Regions from separate parts of the Anas platyrhynchos genome. Here region 2 is linked to region 1. The links are chromatin contacts, called in public Hi-C maps. All regions are on one chromosome and are shown on one strand. Each heading gives the region's core, a stretch centred on a gene start, on an enhancer-like site or on the middle of the called end of the contact. The rest is flanking DNA. Distances are from core to core; before and after follow the strand shown. Region 1 overlaps KCNE2 (potassium voltage-gated channel subfamily E regulatory subunit 2). Region 2 holds the start of KCNE2 (potassium voltage-gated channel subfamily E regulatory subunit 2).

Region 1 (7,494 bases), core at 2,134-4,633:
ACCATGGGGAGTTCAGTCACATCCTGAGCTCCTGCCAAATGTGTCTTTGGGTGCCTGAGAGCTGCAGAGGAGGTCAGCTGTACGCCAAGACAGTGGGTGCTGCCATGCCTGCTGGTGTGGCTGCAAGCTAGGACATGGCAGAGATGGCAGCTCTCAGCTTCTGTGGGTCTGGTCAGGCTGCGTTATTCCTAAGAGCTCTCCTCCTGCCTTGCCCATGGCCATGATCTTGACAAAGGCCTGCCTTGACCTTGGCCATGATCTGGGGGAAGAGGCTCCCATAGAGAAAAGTGCTGTACTGCCCTCCAAGCTTCTTCATAACCCCAGGTCATGAAGAATGAGTGCCTTGGAGAGGCCACAGTGCGCACATCTGGCTGTCCTTGCTGGGTTTTGCTGCCTGTGTGCAGGCCTGGCTTGTGGTCCCATGAGGGTGGATAGAGTGAAGTTGGTGAGCTGTGGTTATGAGCTGTGGTACATGCCAAGCAGTGTCCCCACCCATGTGCTGGTTCCCAAGAGCTGGCCCCACAGGGTGCCACCCATGAGCTTCTTGAACCATGAACCTGCTGACAACCCGCTCTGCTGGCTTTGGGGCCACCCCTCTGCCTGCTTGTTCATCTTCTACCTAAGTCCCTCTCCTATGTGTGAAAGCTTGCACCCTGAGGTAAAAACCTCTTCACCAGCCTGCTCCAGGTTGAGCAGCAGTCCTGCTCAACCAGAGGCAGGGATGGGACATGGCAACGACACATTGCCCATGGGGTAAGACAGCAAGGGACAGAGGTAAAGGCCCTTCTACAGGTCAACAAGTCCAGAGAAGGGTGTGTGTTGTAAAAATGCTTTCTGGTTGTCAAGTGTAAAGCTTTTTCCTGTGGTCATGGACCAGCAAACTGCATTGGCCTCACACAGAGAAGCTCCTGGCAAGACATCATTCCTGAAAGCCAGCTCGCATTATACAGGGCTCTTGGGACCGCTGGCTCTGTGGAGACAGCGCATGGCCAGGGGAAATGTGAAGGCTGGTCAGCCCTCTTCCCACTGCACCTCCCTGCACACTGGGGACCAGCTCAGAGTGGTGAGCGACTCCAGCTGTTGTAACCCAGCCTCGGTATGGGGAGGGAGAAGGTAAGGAGAGGACATATAGCAGTGACAGGCTTGGCACAGAGATCTCCCCACTTCCTTTCTTTCCCCCCCTCCTTTCCCCTTCCCTCACACCACATATGTCTTGCTTAATCAGAAGGGAAGGGATCAAGACAGCTCAAATTAGGCACCAAATGGAGAAAAAAACTCCACAGTGATCACTGGGGCAATTTGCAATCCCTGAGATCATTCATCTTCATTGTACCCATAAGAGATGGGTCACGATACTGGCAGAAAGGCTGGGAGTGTAATCACAAGCCACATGCTCTCCTGGCCTTTTTTCTTAACCAAAATAAAAGTTAAGCCTAGAAACCCTCTGCTAATGGCAGTGACTTCGGGTTAAGAGCTATTTGCCCTTTCACATGTTAAACAGTCAGTAGTATCAGAACCTGTAAAAGAAAGTACAAGATGCATCCTTCTCTAAAAATTACAAAAATCGAGAGGGTTATAAAACAATGGAGCTGAAACAGAGCCCCAGGGCCCTCACGGAGCATGGAGCCCTTCTGTCTCCATTTCAAGATGTTCCCTGACCCTGATGGCCTGATTGCTTCTGGCTTAAGGGCTCAGCCTTGATATTAAGAACATAGGGTTGAGCCTCCAGCTGCTTTGCCTGGCTTCAGTTCCTGAAGCCATAGACATGGCGCCTCAAGGAGCACGCTGATGGAGTAACCTGGCCAAAACAGAAATATGCTGATCCATCCAGGAGTGAGATGGCCTGAAAGAAGAAATCCCACTGGACATGGTAGCTATGGTCCACTCTTTGCTGTCTTCCAGGAAGGACTTTCAGTGTGCTGCTGAACAGCAATGCAGACGTTTCCTATGGTATCAGTCCTCCAGCCCTGTGTAGTCACTGTGTAGACTCTGCTGCTCTATGCCACTTCACTTCAGAGCCACTTGCTCTCCCTCATGCACTCCATAGCCTGTGTGAAGCTTCCAGTGGCCTTGTGATCAGCTGGGGAAGGCAGGATGCAGGATTTCTCTGCAATTTAGGCCTGGATGGACAGTGAACAGGTTATGCCATTAGGGGCAAAACTGAAGCAACTTGCTCACATGAGATGGGGTAGGTGGGGCAACTGCAATTTTCCCAAGTAAGACAGTCTTTTCCATTAGGACGGCATGTGCAGGGAAGGATTCTGTGTTTTGCTGTGCCTCTAAGCTGAAGGCCTATGTGGCAATGGAGAGAGTGAACCTTTGTGTTCACTCTCTCCATTGTGTTGTGTGGATCTGATCCTAGGAGCTTATCCTCTGGTTTTCCACTTTTGTAGATGTGGGGCTGTGTCCCATGGCTTTCCATTGGGCTCCTCCACCATGAGCCATCAACGTACAATTACACTGCTGAAAACCAGACTCACTGGTTACCTTCTTTTTCTGGAGCAAAAAAAAATGGCTAATGATCAGATGACTGGTTAGCTGAAGAATCCTTGATGCGAAATGGACTGATGGAAGAGCTAGTGATGTGACCTCAGTAGGTGGAGGCATGGCACGAGCGCCTTGCTGAGATGGGGCTGGTGGTCTGGCCCTACATCTTTCTGCCCAGAAATGATGATCTGAGCCACAGAGTAACTATTGCTGACTGGGGGTGTACCTGTAGTGAGATGAGGCCTACTGTCACAGCGATGTGCTGACATGCCACTCTGAGAGCTGTGAGCTTTCCTTCAAATCTGCTGCAATCTGCTGGTGGATTAACAGTTATCTTCCTCTCATCTAAGGGCTTTCCTGTCTGTGGGCTTCCTGAAAGTCTTTATAATCAAGGAAGAAGTATCTTGCCCTATGGAAAGTTGTTGCTCTTGCTCTTGGTTTGAAGGTGTCCTTCAAACTTTTTCTCTGTGCGTCACTGCTCTCAAATTTGCCTTTATCCCAGTGAACAGTCTGGCCAGGGATCTCTGTGTGCCTGGTGGCTGTTGATGGTCTTCACTGTGAAACCATGGTCCTACATGTACTTATTCCCCCTTTTCTCCCCACCCCTTTCCCCATTTTAGCAAGATGATATGGGCCTCATCTGACCCTAGTGCTCCCACCCTTGAATACCAACCAGGTGGGTGGCAGGCCTGGCTGCAGATGAGAGGATCCCATGTCCTCCTTGAATTGCCCAACTTTTGAAGAGACATGCTGTGTTTGAAAGGGCAAGGGAAGGAGGTAAGGTGTCACGGCCCACATTGCTCTGCCCTTTCAGATACACGATAGTAACCTCTGGCGTTCCAGAGTTTGGGAAAACAAAACCCCACTGTCTCCTTATTGCACAGGCTTGGGAGTGTGGTCCAGTGCGGCGATAAGAGACAGCCACGAGCCTAATCTGGTTCAGGTCTGCTGCGTGCCTGCTGTGTGGTCTTGGCAATCGGGTCACTTTTCCATCTGTGAAATGGGGCTAGTGGTGCTTACCTTTGTTTTCAGGACGTTTCAGATCTCAGCACGAAGTGTTTTATGCAAATGAGGAGGGTTTCTGGTGCTATTTCTTAGTAATGAGCAGCAGACCTTGAATTTTGACCTTTACATGTTGTTTTTTTTTTTTTTTTTTTTTTTATGTACTCGCCTCACCGGGCCTGGACTGAGTGGACTGGTAGCAATTGAAGGTCAGGACTATTTTCCTGCCAGCTCTAACCATATAAGTAGGGGTTACAGCAGCGCTGGAGGGGGGTGTATTTATGGGCATGCAGATGAGCTACCACTTGGAAGCCTTTCTGCGGGTGGATGGAGGGATGGAAGTGCAGCTCTGTGGGGACACGGTGTGGTCACTCCCGAAAACGGCACCTGACGTGCACGAGCTCAGCCTCTGGCTTTCTCCTTTGCTGTCTGGATATAGTCAGAGTGCAAGAGTGAAGGTGAATCTGTGGCTTAGCAAAGGCGAGTAAATAGAAGTGCCAGCTCGTAGGGTTACCCAGCCGTCGGCTCCAGCCTTTTGGGCGGCCAAACTTTGACGCTGACTAGGTTGTAAACAGGAAGAATATCCATGCAGTTTTCTGCACTTTGATTCTTGATAACTTTGCCCTCGTCTTCTCAGCCAGACTGAGAGGAAAGGCTAAGTGCATTTCAGCCAGCATAAGGCATGCCTTCTTCTTCCTGGCTCCATTGGTAAATGGTACCAGATTCATCTAGGGGTTTGCCTGCACAGTAACCACGTGTGCAAGTGTCTCTCTGTGAGTGCTAACCTAAGTGGCAGAGTTATTCCCATAAAAGTTGGCCTCATCCATACACTTCAGTGTCCTCAGTGTGCTTACAGCTGCAGCAACCCTTCCATGGGAACTTCTGCAGCCTCTCCAAGATTCAGGCCCCATCTTCAGTAGATCATAATACACACTACATACCTCAAACCTGAACCTGGGCAACTGATTCCAGACTCCCTGTGGTTTACCATCTAGCCAGAAGGATGCTCACATGGTTACTGTGTCAGCAAATAATTCTTCATCAGCTCCAGTGGGCCAAGCCCAGACCTATCCTTATCTACTGTTGCCACTGTCTGGGTTTCTGAATCAGAGCAAGTCCTGAGGAGGCACTTGGCTTTGATGACCATGGGCTAACCTCTCTTTTAACTTGTTCATATGTGCACCCAGGAGCTCCTGTCAAACCCTTGCAGCAGCTGGCAGTAGCAGCAGAGGGAGACTGCCACGCTGGAGCATGCAGTGCTCTCCAGAATACAGCAGCAGTATTGTGTTAGTACCCCCTCCGGACTGGATCCATCACCATGGCAGCTGGCTGAAGAAACAGCAACAAAACAAGGAAATCACCAACTTGTTGAAACTTAATGGCTTTAGGTTTGGATGAGATTTTGACAGACCCATCTCACAGCTCCTCAGTGGCCCAGGCATCATGCAGACTGCACCTGTGCTTCCTCCTCCCCCTTCCCACACACCAACCTGAGACTCCATCCCCTTTCCGAGAGGAAGATGAACTGTTAGAGTTCTGTCTGAGGTGGAAGACAACTGTATTCAATAATAATAATAATCATCTGTAAAAGGGGATTTCTGTGTTCTGCCTACTTGCCATTTTGATGCTGTACAGGCTGTGATTCTAGACCCTATTTTGCATATGCATTTGAGATCATTTCCTTGATTACAGTTGATGATACCATAAAAATTACCAGGGACATTGTTCTGGGATTATGGCTAACCTAGGAAGAGCTCAGGTACACAGTGATATGAATTAGGATCAGATTCTATCACAAAGATGGCTCTAAGCTCCTGAATTCCTCCTGTTAAATGGGAGAGTTGGTTTCAATCGATTATTAATGATTCCTGACACAGTATCTGATCTCCAGTTCCGCAAAGTTCAGGATGGTTCAGATGAGCCTTTGGTCATCACTCATCTCATGAACTTCAGCTACCTGTGATGTGTCATTAATGATCAATTAAAAATACTGCTTACCTGTGAATATAGGGACCGTTGTTTAAAAGAGCAAGGGCAACTCTAGGACACTGCCAGATTTCTCAGGCAGATTTTCATCATCCAGGTAGCATGGATGTTAGGTATAAGGTAGGGCATTATGTAGGAATGAGAACTCTGATGCAGATTATGTGGAGGACAGGGTTCATAAATCTCTCTACGGCAAAGTTATCAGGGGTCAGTGGGTGAGCAGAGACAGCCACAGCTGAGAAGACCTAGGCTCAGCCTTCTGTCCCATCAGAGTCACTCAGTGACCATAAAAAACACCCACTCTGTTTCTCAAAGCAATTGCATTTCCTAGCTCCCATTAATTTTAATTGTATTACACACCTCATTTTCCTTGAAAGTCTTTGTTTTCAGTTCCTTTCCTGAAATGCGGTTAGCAAATTAATGTTTTCATTTGAGCTGCTCAGGTACATGGTGGTCCTATTACCCAAAAAAGTCCCACAGACAGCAAGAGAGCACAGAGTGCAGTCCTGCAGATGTGGACCTCCTTGAGGCTGCTCTGTGTGGGTAGCCAGGCTCTGTCTCTGGGTGGTATGTGTCTGTGTCCTTCGGAAGTAATGTTCTCACCCTTCCTCAGACTCGTATCAGCTGTGAGATGCTACAGGGTACAGCTCATGCTGTTCCTGCCTGGTGAGATAAAGCTCCCTTCAAAGTTCCAACTTGTTAAAGAAAATCTCACACCACATGCAGTGCGTCTGGAAGCTTCCAGATTGTTTAGCGTTACATGAGCAAAACTGTATCTGTATTTTCAGCAAATATCTTCTAAAAAGATAGAGCTTAAAAATACATTGAGTTTGTCAAAAGATTCCAGTGAAAAGAGCTTTCACTCTAAGACTGAGCCGGTCTTGTGCTTAAAGCAACATTGAGACTTCCAGACAGAAGAGTACCTATCAGTGCAAGGATATTAAACAAAATGCCTGTAGCCTAATACTGGTAGAACATCACTTTTTCTTCTGTGGCCATTTCTTCACGGCCGTTTCTTCATGGTCTGCTTCTTTGTCTCATAGTCCTCAGCTGCAGACAGAAAGAAATAGGAGGAACCCATTTTGGGTCACCTTAGAGTGCTTTTGCTACTGGCCTGATATCTGAAGGGAAAGATAAAGTGTTTGCTACCTTAATAAGACTGCAGTTGGCCCTTCAAATAGGAAATGGTATTTAGAGCAACAATGCCAGCTGCGGTTGAAGGGATCTGCATCATCTCTGGTATTCCGTGTTCTCTGAGAGAAAAAGCAAGGGACATCTCATTGTTCTGCTCTGTGGAAAACCATGTATCTGGAAGAGATTAAATCCACTTTTGCTTCACTGGCAGGCATTCCAAAGACACAGATATTTTTATATCTAATCAGCTTCCTTGTCTTCTATGATGACATTTAGCCAGAGATCCAGGTTAGGCACAGGGCTTTGAGATGTGTGCCAAATACGGTCTGATATGGAGCCTTTGAAGTAAAAAATGTGAGTGATCTCCCCACGGGTTTGGTCCTCCTGATAAATGGGCACACAGATGACACACCACTCTCTTCAACCCATTACAGAGCACTTATCTGGTGTGTTAGCTTTAGGGTAGTTCTTAGCTGTAATGCAAAGGTTTACATATCAAAACTAAAATCTGACCAGAGAAAGCAGAAAAACAGACAAACAAACAAACAAAAACCAAAAACAACACAAGTTTTGCAGATCAGTTTTAAGAAAAAGTCTCCTTGCTGAAATTTTGGAGACTTCCCCTCCAAGAAGATGAAATTAATCTAGATGAGCCTCAAGCTACGGAAACCATGTTTTTACTTTAATTGTGAGTGTGGGTTGGCAAAATCAAAAATCACAGAGATGATTCAAGACTTTCTTCAGCCAGTCCCTGTACATTATTACATTTGGATCTGGAATGTTTGGGGTCCTTCTGGAGAAGAAGCAGTTTGCTGTAAGGAACCCTTTGTTTTTTCACTGAAGGCCAGGAGCAGGGGTGATTTCGTGATGCTGCATTGAGATCTC
Region 2 (7,494 bases), core at 1,725-4,224, 86 kb before region 1:
TAAGAACCACTTGTTTCAAAGTACATAGCTCTCCAGCCTGCCCACTCTTAATCCAGTTTAGATCACTTTGCCTCCCTTCTGGAGCAGACATCAGCTTCAGAAATTTTCCATTAGTTTCACTGGACTTTGGGCTGGGATATAGGGAGCAGACCCTGTGGAGGCCAAAACAAGTGGCAAAACACCAACAATGTGGTAGGGGTATGAGGGCACCTTAATGAAGCTTTACCCTTTAGGTACTTCTAGTTTCTGAATGCATGGGGACAATCAGGGTTCATACCATGCTATGAGAATGACCTCTGCAGCATGCTCTATTTTTATGGATGAGCAGAGGCTAACAGAAAATATGTGAAACTGCTGTCTGAAAGACATTTGTAAAGGAAGATATATTCTTGAGACTGACTTGAGCAATCTTTACCTGCTCTGCCATACGGCCTTGATTTGTGCCTGAGTGTATCTTGGCTATGCTGTGGTCTAAGACTTGTGCTCAAGCATAGTATGATGTTTTTTTGAGTTCTTTGGGGATTTGATTCTAAAACAAGATTATTGGAAAGAAAGTGTATAGAAAAGTGTCACAGAAACATCTGGAAAAAGACCGCTAGATGAGGAAATAACCATATCCCTCATGGGCAGCAGTAAAATCCTTTGCAGACTTCATGATATGAGCCATAAGTATTTAGCAAAGAATAAATATATTTGCAATTCTCACTGGGGTTTCCCTCTCTAGGTGTTTGCAGCTGTGTGCATGAGTGTTGGCCACCTGCTGCATTGCCACCATGGCGTGAGCTTCAGCTGCCAACACAATGACAGAGCCTCGCTGCTGCTTCTTCTGGGGGTGTCCTGAAGGATCAAATGTTGCAGTAGACAGTGGAAAGTTTGCCATCGCCTTAAGAAGGAGCAGATTAGGGCCTCTAAATTGCACATTTTTATATATAGCGTCCAGTGCTATTTTGCCTGGCAAACATTCGGAGCAAGTGTGGTTCCACATGGCTCCTCCCACTGTGTTGCAGGACAGGGCTCTTCATGTGCATGTGAATATCCCAGATGTTGTGTGTTGGACAAATTTAGCACTCGAGATGGGATGTGGCATCATAGCACGTAGACAGGATTTTCCTGGAAGGAATGGAGAAGCTTGTACTATACTTGAAAGAGTAGGTTGCTACGCAATTCGCTTCACTTTGGTTTGTGCTGTGAGAAATATTTCTTTTTGTGTGACCTCCAGAGTGGTCATGACAGCCAAGCAGGAGTACACAACGTCTAAATTTGGCACAGTCCTTGAAAATGTATCCCATTTTGTTTGACAGATGTCCACTTAGATGGGAAAGACCTTTCCCCTGCCCCTTAGGCTGGCTGGGGACTTCAGCAAGCCTCCTCCCAGGGAATCCTGATGTTGTTATTCTTCAGCAGTAACATCAGGTGGTTTTATTCCAGTTCTCTGTTGAGAATTTGAGGAGTTTTTCCACGCACTCAAACGATGTGTTGATACTTTCATCGTTTGCCGTTATATTTTTAATGTGTGTATCCTTGAGAGCTAATATGGAGATCATATCTTAACAACCTACTGAAATCGTTCCTTTGAAGTTGCACCTGGTATTTCTGAGTCATCAAAGTAATGAAGGCTTAAGTTGGGAAAGAGCTGGAATGTATACCTCATTAGATTAATACAAATGTTTTTGTATGGTGTGAAGGAGGCAGTGGAGGGAAATGCTTTTGACTGCACACAGGTAACCAACAGTGGAATCTGACTTAGAATCATGGAATCATCTAGCTTGCAAAACACCTTCAAGGTCCAACCATCAACCTGACCTACTGAGTCCCGTCACTAAACCATGGCCCTTAGTACCAGATCCAGACGTCCCTTAAATACCTCCCTGGGCAGCCTGCTCCAATGCTTGATCACCCTCTCTGGAAAGAAATCCTTCCCGATATCCAATCTAAACCTGCCCTGGCGCAATTTGATGACATTTCTTTGTGTCCTACCAGTCCTATCTGTCCTAAGCCATGAACAGCCAGTTTCTCCAAAATACTACGGGGAACAGTGTCATATATTTCACTAAAATTCAAGTAAACAACTTCCACAGCCTTTTTTTCATCTACCAAGTGGGTCATCTTGTTGTAGAAGAAGGTCAGGTTGGTCAGGCAGGGCTTGCCCTTCATAAACCCTAGTTGGCTGCATCCGATCACTTAATTGTCCCGTATGTGCTGAGGGTCTTGCTTGAGGGTCAAAGATTTTGCTTTTTCATGTCAACAGTGTACTCCACAAGCATCCTTGGCTGCTTCATTTCCATTTTGTTGGCTTTTCATGGGAGCAGGTCTTTGCCCAGTAAAACCTGGAAGGAGTTTTAGCCTTTTCCAACTCATCCCTGACTTTATGCGTGGCCAAATCTTTGGCAATAGGCCACTCCAGAAACAAAAGAGACACTGCTTTGTTGAAGCCACTAGTTATCTCTATATTAGTAAAATTAGGGCTACTGAAATAAGGGGCCTGGGCCCAGGCACGGCAACTTGATTGAACCTAATCTTCAATTCTTAAGGTAATAATTTAATAGTTCCTAGGGTGGTGGTGGCAGGGGGGCAGCCACTGCTCACCTAAATATTTGCAGCACAGGGGGTTAACTTCCTCAGTGCAAGGACCATCCCCAACAGACAACGTGAATGCGTCCACCCTGATTTGTAGGCTAAGAGTGTTTAATAGCACAGATGTGGCCAGTCTGTGCCAGTTGACCTCAGGGTCAATGCGTGAGCCTTGCCACTATGTTGTTTGCTAGTACAGGTGTAGCCAGAGATGCAGTGACTCTTTCTATAGGTGAGATCATGATACTGAGCCCATCAGTTTCTGCAATGATCTGTTTTTTGAGACTCTTTTCATGACTGTCTCCTCCACCACAACAGGGTCGTCTACAACTCTCTTCAACCAGCCTGCTCCCCTGGCAGTGTGGAAGACCAGGGCTGGGGGTTACTTCTGCATAAGGTCTCTTTCGTCCCCAGGGAACCAGGAGTGTGCATATAGCTTGTCAGCTCTGAAACACTTAATTCCCCAGTGGTGATATACATGGAGCTTTACGCAGGCTGGCCAGCTACCTGCAGGGCTGCAGAGATACTGCCCTGTCTTAGTGCTTCTGCTCTCACTGAAATCAGCAGTGACTTCAGCAGTTCAGGACTGGACAACAAACCGTAGCCATTTCTGGGATCCTTTAAGATGAAAGGCACTCCACATGGGTAAGTTATCATTATTTGTTGTTATCCTCTCACTGATCCACTTTGGAAGACAGATGTGCATTCTTTCCCCCCCCCCTGAGAACTGATGAAACATGAAAATCAGTTCTTAGATAAGAAACCCCCCCAAAGTCAACACAATACATTGTGAGCTATTTGGTTTCTAATCTCTGAAAATGAGCCAGGTCAAACAGACACAGCTTCTCTGATAAATTGTTATTCTTAGAGATTTCGTCCTTCCATGGAAAAGTACTGAGCTGGCTCTCTGATCTCCTCTTACACTGTCATCAGCATACAGCAGCGGGCCAGTGGAAAATTGGAGAAAACCAGCTGCATGTAGAGTGTTAAGGGCATTATTTTTAGATGCTTCGTTTCTTTCTGACTACACACACTTCCCTGTGGAAAACAAGGCTGGCTATACTAGTGACTTATTGGCAGCTGCTGCATTATGCACGGTGAAGCTGCTCTTTAGAAATGGGATGCTAAACCAAATAAATAGGAGAAAAACAGATCTATCAATTTGTGTAGTGCACAAGTACACACGAGGTGAGGAAGATTTGAGAGCGAATGCATGGGAGTCTTTGGAAAGCACACAAGCCCTTCTGTCAGTGGAGATATGAGTTTGAGGGGGTAACTCCAGTTCAAGCTCCCTTTTTCCCTGACTGGGGATTTTGCTTTCTTATTTCCACTAGCTGTTGTGGCATTTAACAAGTATCAAAGCCGAATGCCCACTTTCCTTGGAAATACTGATCTGCTGTCACTACAGGGCTGCTAAAGAGAGCAATCCCCAGTCCAGCTCTGCTGAAAACTATGTTAATAACCAATTGCTTGAGGACTCGAATGCAGTTTGAAACACGTGCACACGTGGATTACTCCACTGCCTCCTGCTGCCAGCCTGCCCGTTATCTCCAAGGGGTGACTTGCTGCTTAAGCTGCATGCAGTTAGGTATGCAATCTGCCAGTATGCTGAAAAGCTCAGTCTTTCCTTTTCTTCTGGCTCTATACAACCTCAGCTGGGTGCGAGAAGGAGGCATCTCTGGGAGTGCAGCAAAACTTTCACCTCCGAGTTCTGGGCCACCCTCCGTATGCCCAGGGCAACACCTCATGAAGAAAGGACAAGTGTGAAATCTGTGGGAGGAGGACAGCAGGGAGGATCTCTCCACCACTCAAAATCTCTATCTTAAACACTCACACCAGTCATACCAGTTATAAACCTGTCTTCTTTAGGATTTTTTAAGGGAAATGGGAAAGAAGAGTGTAGTGGGGACTCCACAGGCACATACCTGCCATGGCTCCAGGTCCTGATTTGTGGGGCATCATGTTGATTCTGGATGGGAGTAAAAGAGTCTCTAATTGAATTTTCACTTGTGCAAGTGTTTCACATTTGGGATACAGCTGGATACAGCTTAGATAGCTCGTCAGAGGCCTATTGTTAATTACAGTGCCTGGGAAATTTGGGGTATAAGGCAATGTGTTATCTTTGCTCCAGAAACTGTTACTGTCCTGGAGAAAAGTGTTACTTTTCTGCCTGACTTTAAAGAAATCCAACAGAGTGTTAACCCTCTCTGTTTTTCAAGACAGTCCATCCTCCTAGCTTTTGGGGCACTCCAGCTACTTCTAAGTTGTGGGCATTGGCAGCACGCCTTACCTCAGAGTACACATCTTCGTGAGCATCCTGACAGCCAATGGGGGTGAAACCTGGATGTGCTCCAACCTTTCTGGCTACCCCAGGAGGCAGTTTGGATGCCAGACAAACTAAAGAACCTAAATGGTGCCAGAGCAGCATGATGCCTGCTACTGAAAAATGGATTATTTTCTCTTGTGTTTATACTTTGTATATATACATATGTATAGTACAGGTAGGTCTCTCCTAGCAAAGTTTAGACGTACCCATTTTTTTGACTTTTTAATTTTTTTTTAAATTTTTATTTTTACTTTGCCAGTCTTGAACCATTTTAGTAGGTATTTCCTGGGTCAAGTATCCATTTCAGATTGATGTATTTGGGAAAGATTTGCCTAGATTAGCTCAGTCATTTCCAGGAATTAAGATAGAGAAAATTGTTGTTTTGTCCACATTGTATTAAAAAAAAAAAAAAAAAAAAGTAAAAACCTTCCAGAGTTTTTGCTGAGTTCCTTTGGTGTTTCCATGCTTGCAATTTCGCAATGGGATGCCATAGTGTCAGGGGCATGCCTTTTGCTCTTCTTTCCAAGATAAATTGCCTTTATTTGGCCCGCTTAGCCGCTCTTGAAATTTGACAGTCGCATGTAGTCAGTAGATAGATTTAGAAAAGTCGGCACTCAGGCATGCTTCAGACCAAGACCTCGGAAGCTGAGCAGAACTTTCTAGGTAGCTGCTTGGGAATGCTGTAGCGCGAGGCACAGAAACTGAGACAGCAAGGCTGTTCTGTGGGCCCTTAGTGCTCCAGAAAGCATGCCAAAGAGCAAGACGGAGGAAGTTTTCTGGATTATTATGACGGGGTATTAGTACATGGTGGGGGGTGGTGGGAGGCTGAAAAGGAAGAGAGACAGACTGGATCGGTAGAGCTCAGCAAGCAGTGGAGGTCTGTTTTCACAAAGTATGTACAGACTGCAGTTGGCTACGACAGTCAGCCTCAGCATGGGAGACGGTGAGGATTAGAGATAAAGCAGCAACTTCAGCTTAATCCCTGTTGCTTTATATGAGGATTGATGAGCACTTATATTTACATGGGCTGCTTGAGCGTGCTGACCTCCTCCAGATCTCAGCCTCCGATTGCACACGAGTTGTGCATAGACCAAGGCTGGTGCTGGCTGCAGCTTTGCTTGGAGAGTTGCCGAGATGAGGAGGTTCATTGCCAGTGATGCAGAGGGTAGGAGGCAAAGGACGAACAGCCTGGGTCTCAGCAGATGAACGCTGGCTTGGCAATACAAGTCCTCTCCCTGCCTCCTGGGGGAAGTGGCCAAGATTCACAAAGTGATGTAGTTTTTGGATGGGGAAAAGTAACACTGGACAAGTTTTATGCTACCAGGGGTGAAAGCCACTGGCCTTGGTGACAGAAGCCAGCAGCACCCTCCTCTTGTCCCCTCCTCCCAGTGAGTCCAGGAGGCCTGAGCTGTGCCCAGCTCCCCTCCCCAGCCTGCAGCAGGCAGGATAGACGGACAGACAGAGCCAGTGTGTAAAGTGCTCTCCTGACAGGGAGGGCAGTCATGCCATACGGGACAGGCTGGGCCAAAATATAAGTAAACACAAATATTTCTAGTGCTTTTTGGCTGTCTGTTTCGTTCTTGTACAGGCATCCTTTCATTCCTCTTCACTTTCTCATCAGAGCATGGGTCTGCAATGGAAGTCTTGCATGCACACAGAAACATCACCCGCTTTTTGTCCCTCAGTGACAAAACCGTGGCCTAGAAGTTATTCCCAAACCAGTCAGAAGCCTCCTTCCTCTACAATGCTGACCAAATAAGCCTTGTGACCATCATCTCAAGTTTGGAGAGGATAAAAAGAAAAACCACATACAAATCTCTGGGGAAAAAAGTAAAAAGTGTCTTATTTATGTAAATGTCATATCCATGCCCTAGTATCCTAGATAGCAGTGTTTTGACTACCTACTAACTAGAATGGTTCTAGTTCTCTCCACATCCAAAAAGGACTCAAAAATGCAAAGAAAATCAGTCAACTTACTGAATTAGAGGCGTAGAGGATATTGGTTTTGTTTTTGATCTTATAGTGGCCAATGTGATTAAGCCTGAGCAACGTTTTTGCAGTTCTATCTCTGTGATAAACACTGGAAGCTGCTCTTGCTGATAGGATACCTGGAAGCCGCTTTGTTGTTGAAGTGCTTCAGAGCCTTCATTTCATTGTTTACGGCTTTGCAAGTAGAACGTGGGCAGCTGCGAAGCTGAGAAAGATCCGGGAGGCCTGCATGCCTCAAGGTTATTCTGATTTGTTTAGTACCCTGTTTTATACACACTGGAGACTGATAGCATTTCCTTTCCCTTTTTGGTTATTTTGTGTTCCTTCATCAAATCTCAGGAGCCTCTACCATTGTGTCCTAAGGGCAGCCTCCTGCCAAGAGTCTGTTTATTGTGCATGTGTCATTATTTACAGGCCTAGTGTCTGCCTAATGTGTCTCAGGCCTGATTTATACTTCCAACTAATGTAAATTTACACCCCAATCTTGTTTAATCCTCTCCTGCCAGGCTCACACACTTGACTGCCTAGCCACGGAACGGATCTTTTCCTATTTGATTGCAATGTCGGACTCTCCAGATTCAGAGCTCTGCCCTGTTCAACACTTTCTA

What was found. A called contact is a pair of places that touch in the nucleus more often than the background predicts.
Region 2: a contact with region 1 is called in a Hi-C map of skeletal muscle, with 6 times the contacts expected there. The contact joins the promoter of KCNE2 here to the enhancer-like site in region 1. A contact is called at or near these places in 3 of 8 Hi-C or Micro-C datasets (F5 follicle, skeletal muscle and small yellow follicle).

What each region holds. Positions count from the first base shown.
Region 1 is chr1:111,281,613-111,289,106 of IASCAAS_PekinDuck_T2T, forward strand. The region is part of intron 2 of KCNE2 (potassium voltage-gated channel subfamily E regulatory subunit 2); the gene reads left to right. Among named protein-coding and RNA genes, the nearest start is that of SMIM11, 21 kb to the right of the region's middle. Within about 2 kb of position 3,384, at least 5 of the 8 cell types and tissues checked have an H3K27ac peak or open chromatin away from gene starts, as enhancers often do. A contact at or near this core is called in F5 follicle and small yellow follicle, where this site is marked.
Region 2 is chr1:111,196,292-111,203,785 of IASCAAS_PekinDuck_T2T, forward strand. It overlaps KCNE2 (potassium voltage-gated channel subfamily E regulatory subunit 2), which reads left to right and starts at 2,975. Exons shown (of 3, transcript XM_021268384.4): 1 at 2,975-3,216; 2 at 7,393-7,494.